Regions from separate parts of the Gossypium hirsutum genome. Here region 2 is linked to region 1. A link is a contact called in public Hi-C data. All regions are on one chromosome and are shown on one strand. The core of a region is the stretch at or near the end of the contact, and the rest is flanking DNA. Distances in the headings are between cores, read along the strand shown.

Region 1 (2,964 bases), core at 409-2,908:
GGGTGCAACCAGACCAACACGAGCAGGAGCTCCAACCTGTTCAAAACAAAATATGATGGTAAATCCAAGCACATCGAGAAAACAAGATATTTTAGCAAGAAACAACCATTACATCAAACGAAGTTGAACTTCATAGCACCAAGAAGAAATTCATAATACATTCAAATGAAAACTATTATAACTTACTAGGAAATGAACCAGCAGCAAACAATGAATCTTTCAACTTTTGAAGCCAGATCCAATAACACAATATTTTAGCAATAAACAACTACATTAAATTAACTTGAACTTTACAGAACCAAGAAAAAATTCATGATAGTCTGATTCAAAATACAACATATGAGTTTCAAATCTAGAACCAAAAGGACACACAATTGGACTCCACAAAGAGATTTCCGTCGAATGTATTGGTTAATTCAAGTATGGGGGTTCAAGTAAACTATTATAATATACTAGCAAATGAACCAGAAGCAAATGGTGTCCCCAACTTCTAAATCCAGAACCAAAAGAAAACCAGATAGAACTCCACAATCAGACTGGTATCAAATCCATTGCTTAATTTAAGAATATGGATTGCCGCAAACAATCACAATACGTTAGCAAGTGAGTTGAAAGCAAAGAATGAATCCCCAGAAGCATACATGCAACTTAACTTCTTACAATCGAGCCCAAAAGCTGAGAATGGAATTTCTCAGCTATCAAAAAGCTAAAATATTATTAAATCAATGTGAAAGATAAATACCTACTTTCAACAACATAATAATAACTTCAACAGAATATGAAATATCAAGTTCACATGTTCTTAATTCGATTTTCCATTTATTACATTGCAACATTGACAAAAAAAGAATGACAGAAACAATTCTAATATCAAATATTTCAATTTTAATTCATATGAAAGATATAATAACAAACCTTGTACTTGGCAACTTCCTCACTAACTTCCTTCAAATCACCCTTGGTAAAAATCAAACCAACATTTCCCTGATTAAAATAAACCCATAAAACAATCACTTCTTTGCTCTATACACAAAATAATAATGAGCCCAATATACCAAAAAAAATATATTAATAAATATTAGAAGTTTAAAGAACCTGAAGCAAGGGGATAAGGTTAAGGAAAGCCTGGTTTCCGGTTTTCTCAGCGTGCATACGGACCGACCGTTTCATCATTGTATTTTTACCCATGAGAACAACTGAGTCACCTCGAAGACCTTTGCGAATGTTCTGGAGCTGATTCGAACCCACATTGTCGGCTGCCGCAATTAAGATCTGGGTGTACTCGTCTAAGAGCTGACATAATTTAGCATCGTAGGCGATTTTCTTGTCGGCTTTGGAGGGCTTCACTGCCATTTTGGGATGGTAGTATTAGTAACAAAAGGCCAAGACGATGAGTTTATGCTCGGTTAAAATGGGGATTAGGGTTACAGTAGGGTTATATAGTAGGATGAGAAATGGGAAAGGGGAATTAGGGTTTTAGGGTTGTTCTTGACCAGACGGTCGAGATTGGGTTTGGGCTTCATATTCGACCGGTTTATCATGGTTTAGTGGACCTTAGAAATTGCCCTTTTTAAGACAAAACCTTGAAAATCAACGTTCAAATAGAAGACTGAGGTCATTATATCCGAAGACTTCTATACAATTAGCTTGCTTTTTCTTTCTCGCCCTTTGCATGTAATTATTTTGTAATTATATAAAGTTAATATATTTGGATAATTATTGCAATTTATAAGTTCGACTGAATTAGAAATTATACTTTTCAATTTTTAAGGGAATGCGAAAATTAGGATAATTACACTTAAATCTAATTATTGTATAACTTTTCAAATACTCGTACATGATTTAATTTCAAAAATTATTTTTATATAAGTTATAAAAAACTATATTATAATAATAAATAAGTAGGAGTGTTTGGTATGGGTATGGCCAAAAGTTTCTAAGGTTATATTATAAATCTTAAAAAAATATATTATAAAAAATAATTTATATGTATTTTTGAAAGTTATAACAAAAAAAATTATATTATAAAAATAATTTTAATGTTATAAAAGTGTTATAATCTACTTATTAATAAAAAAGTTAGAGTCATAAAGTATGGCATAACTTATTTACACGTCTAGGGGCAGATCCTCTAGAAGGCCTTGGCCCCACCAAAATTTAAAAAAAAAAGGTTTTTTTCCTTGAAATTTTAGAAAATTTTAATTAAGCTTCCTCAAATTTATGAAAATTCTTACTAATCTCACAAAATTTTCAATTAGACCCCCAATTGTTTAAAAAAAAGTCTCATTAAACTCTTAAATTTTTTGAAAATTTTACTAGGCCCCCAAAATTTAGTCAAAAAATCCACCATTGTACGTGTCCATGCTATATAGTATAAAAAATATTTTAAAAAAATGTTATAATTTTTTTCATTATTTATTTATAAAAAAATAACTTCCTAAAGTTATGACAAAAATTATATTATTTATAAGAGATGTTTGAAAGTTATTGGATACTTTATAAAACCTTTCTTTAAAAAGGTTATATATTATAAAATTTATATTATTTTAACTTAAGTACTTATTATAGAAAGGGCTATAGCCTAGCATAAGTCTCTTTTCAAATTGAGTTTATATAATTAAAACTATAGCTTATTTGCACTGGAACCCAAATATAATGTGGTAGATGCTACTTATGCAAATACAAAAATGTTTTCTTGCACCATATCATGAGGTACGATACCATTTGAGAGAATGGAGCCAAACATAAGTACTAGAGACAACTTGTGAAACTCTTTAATTTGAGACATTGAAAGCTTCCAAAATATGGTTAAGAAGACATTTGTTGTTCTAAAAAAGAGGTTTCCTATATTAACAACACCACCTTAGCATAACAATAAAAAAAAAAAAATTGGATCACATGTTATACTTTATAACTTCATTTATAGGCGGAATTGAGATGGTTCAAACTTTGAAGAGTACATGG
Region 2 (3,124 bases), core at 43-2,542, 180 kb after region 1:
ATTTTAGTTTTTTATTTTTTTTATTGGATTGATTTTGAGCCCTTACACTTTTGTAATTTTAAAATTTAAGTCTATTAGCAATTAATTTTTTTTTGTTAATTTTTGTTATTACTCTTGTATCTCACATAAAATTGTAGATTTAATCGACGTTCTTTAATTTAGTCATTCTTAGTCCCTGTGCTTTTTCAATTTTAAAATTTTAATCTTGATGCAAATAACAACCATTAAATCTATTAACTTGCTTTTTTGTGAGTAATATATGAAAATAGCAAGTTGACATGGCATTAGACATAGAGCTGTTGCCCGGCCCGACGGCCGGCCTGAAATATGGGAGGGTTCGGGTAAAAATATAGGCCCAAAATATGGGTTTGGGTAAAAAAGAGGCCCGTTTAGAAAACGGGTCGGGCCTCGGGCACCACTTTTTTGGCCCGAGCCCGACCCACCCGGCCCGAATATAATAAATATATATTTTTATTTTTTTAATTTTAAAATATTTTTAAAATACTTTTTTATTTTTAAAATAAATTTTTAGTGTTTATTAAAAAAATGGCCGGGCCAGGCCGGGCTCGGGCTTAGAAATTTTTCCCGGGCCGGGCCTGGACAAAATTTCAGGCCCATTTTTGGGCCGAGCTGGGCCCGAGCCTAGGACACAGGCTGAAATTTTTTTGGGCCTGGCCCGAACCCGGCCCAACCCATGAACACCTCTAATTAGACATGTGCTAATATTTTTATTACATAAGATTTTGAAAATAAAAATACTTAATAAATTTAAGGGATAAATCTCAAAAAGTATACATGAACTTTGATTTAATGTGCAATTGTAAACATAAACTTTATTTGCTGCAATTATACACGTGAAACTCTAATTGTAGTTCAAATGTATACTTGAAACTTTAATTTTGATTTAATCATACACATTTAAAGAAATAAATACATCAATTTATTTTTATATTGGATAAATATAATTGCAATATATAAACATAAAATGATGTTATATCAATAATTGTGTTAATAATTTACAAGAATTGGATCAAATCAAAATTTCATGCATAAAATTACATAAAATCAAAATTCATGTATACAATTGCACATTAAATCATGGTTCATGTATAGTTTTGGTATTTATCCCTAAATTTAACAACCATCTTAAGGATATAAATTTTAAAATTCGATAAATACGATAACTAAATCAAAATATAAAAACTAAATTCATAAGTTATAGGGACTAATATCATAATTAAACAAAAAAATTGAATAAATAAAATAATCTGATTGAAGTGGTGGGAAGGGTTGAAATGTAAGCCGAAAGGGCATGATCTCAATGTCTTAACCTCTTTCTTATTTGGAACTATGACATTAAAGATTGCATCATTCCAGGGGACAACTAACTACGAAAAGTGATCCATACGGAACGAAATTCTGCAGAGTTTTAATGGCCCAAAAACTCACCTCCATCAAACCCAAACAATTGGTTCATTTTACCAAACCCATTAACATCCCTTGAGAGTTATCGTCTTTTCATTTGTGCCTTCCATTGCGACAGCGATTGACTTCGATTCAATTTCCATAGCTTGTTTTCATCAACCCTTTGTCGTCTCCGTACAAGACCTTGCTTAGAAGAAAAATGTCAACCTTCCCTGACTCTTTCACTCAACTCGCCGACGACTCCTTAGACTCTTTTGACTCTGTTCCACACCAGGAAGAAGACGGTGCCGGCTACGCCGGATACGACCCTTCTCAGCAATTCGACTCTTTCGCCGACCACTCGGATCATGCCAAGGGCTCCAGTGATGATGTGTTTGCATCAGATTCATACACAAATGGGGTGGGTTTTGGCCAAGATTTTGGCGGATCGGACGGCCCGGTTTTGCCTCCGCCGGCGGAGATGGAGCCTGAGGAAGGTGTTGCTCTCAGGGAATGGAGAAGGTTATGATCCATTAAAAAAATTTCATGTTTTTTTGAATAATTTTGTCTTATATTAAAGTATAGAGTTTGGGGAAGTTAAAGAGTTAGGAATTGAAGTTATGAATATGGCACTTAGGTATTTTGGAAATGTGCAAAAGATCTAGATTTAGTGAATTTTTTATCTTTATGAAGATTTTGAATATGTTTGGTTAAGTCATATTAGGGTGTAAAAGAACTGAATTTTGTGAAAAGTTTTAAATAAGTTTGGTTAAGCCATATTAGGGTTTAAGTAGGGAAATCTAAGAATTTAGTGCTAATTTCTGGGATTAGAAGTAGAGTTGTAGGATTTTACTTCTCTTTGGATTTATTCTTTTAAGAGATTGAATCAAAGAGAAGGAATGAGGTACTAGCATGGGTGCACCATATAAGAAATTCGGATAGAAGAATTGGGTCAAAATATGAAGTTAGATTTCGGCATGAAAATGGAGTTGTAGCGCTAGTAATTTCCCTCCAAGCTGGCATTTTTAAAACTAAAGATAAGCTAATTGGTGGTATCATTGGAAAAAAGCAGTTTCCTGTCAATTGGACACTCAAGCCATTATTGGACGGTATCTGCATCCTAAGAGCACAAATCTAGAGTATACTCTGGCTAGTTTGGAAAAAACGGAGAGCTAAAATATTTTAGGACAGGATTGGTTGTGCGTTTACTTTTTTATCACTTGTGAACTTTGGTCATCTTATAAAAGAAAAAAGATTGAATCAAGAGAATATCTGGATTTTTTTTTTCCCTTTTTTGTATTTCCTTTAATAATTTATACATTTCTTTTGAGTAAATTTTGTAGTGGCTTAGCTTAGTTGGTTGGTGTACCCACCCTAAGCGGTGCACCAAGCCGTTTCGGAGTCCGAATGCCATGTAAGTGTTGGGTACAGATATGTATCCAACATATATATCTTAATTTTTTTTCCATGTGTTATGAGACCCTTGGAGGTTCTACCTCTATACCTCCGGATATACCTCAGGCATGGGTGTCAAGCAAGGATGGCAACAGAGAGCAAGCCTTTCCCTTATCACAGGCTACAGTCTCATTTATACCAAAAAGATAAATAAGTAAATAATGAAAATGTGAAAGCTGTTGCTAATTTTATAGGTTTCAATGGTGCTAAACGTGGGAAATATGACTGTTGTTATTGCATAGGGAGAATGCAATTCGGTTGGAGG

The links. Hi-C and Micro-C count contacts between places; a contact is called where the count stands out from the background.
Region 2: a contact with region 1 is called in a Hi-C map of leaf, with 3 times the contacts expected there. The contact joins the promoter of LOC107955167 here to the promoter of LOC107955164 in region 1. A contact is called at or near these places in 7 of 34 Hi-C or Micro-C datasets (callus, hypocotyl, leaf and 1 more).

What each region holds. Positions count from the first base shown.
Region 1 is chrD04:12,972,799-12,975,762 of Gossypium_hirsutum_v2.1, forward strand. LOC107955164 (60S acidic ribosomal protein P0) reads right to left here and starts at 1,659. Exons shown (of 5, transcript XM_016890892.2): 1 at 1,096-1,659; 2 at 916-984; 3 at 1-36. The coding sequence starts at 1,353.
Region 2 is chrD04:13,157,717-13,160,840 of Gossypium_hirsutum_v2.1, forward strand. It overlaps LOC107955167 (clathrin light chain 2), which reads left to right and starts at 1,293. Exons shown (of 3, transcript XM_016890895.2): 1 at 1,293-1,926; 2 at 3,102-3,124. The coding sequence starts at 1,625.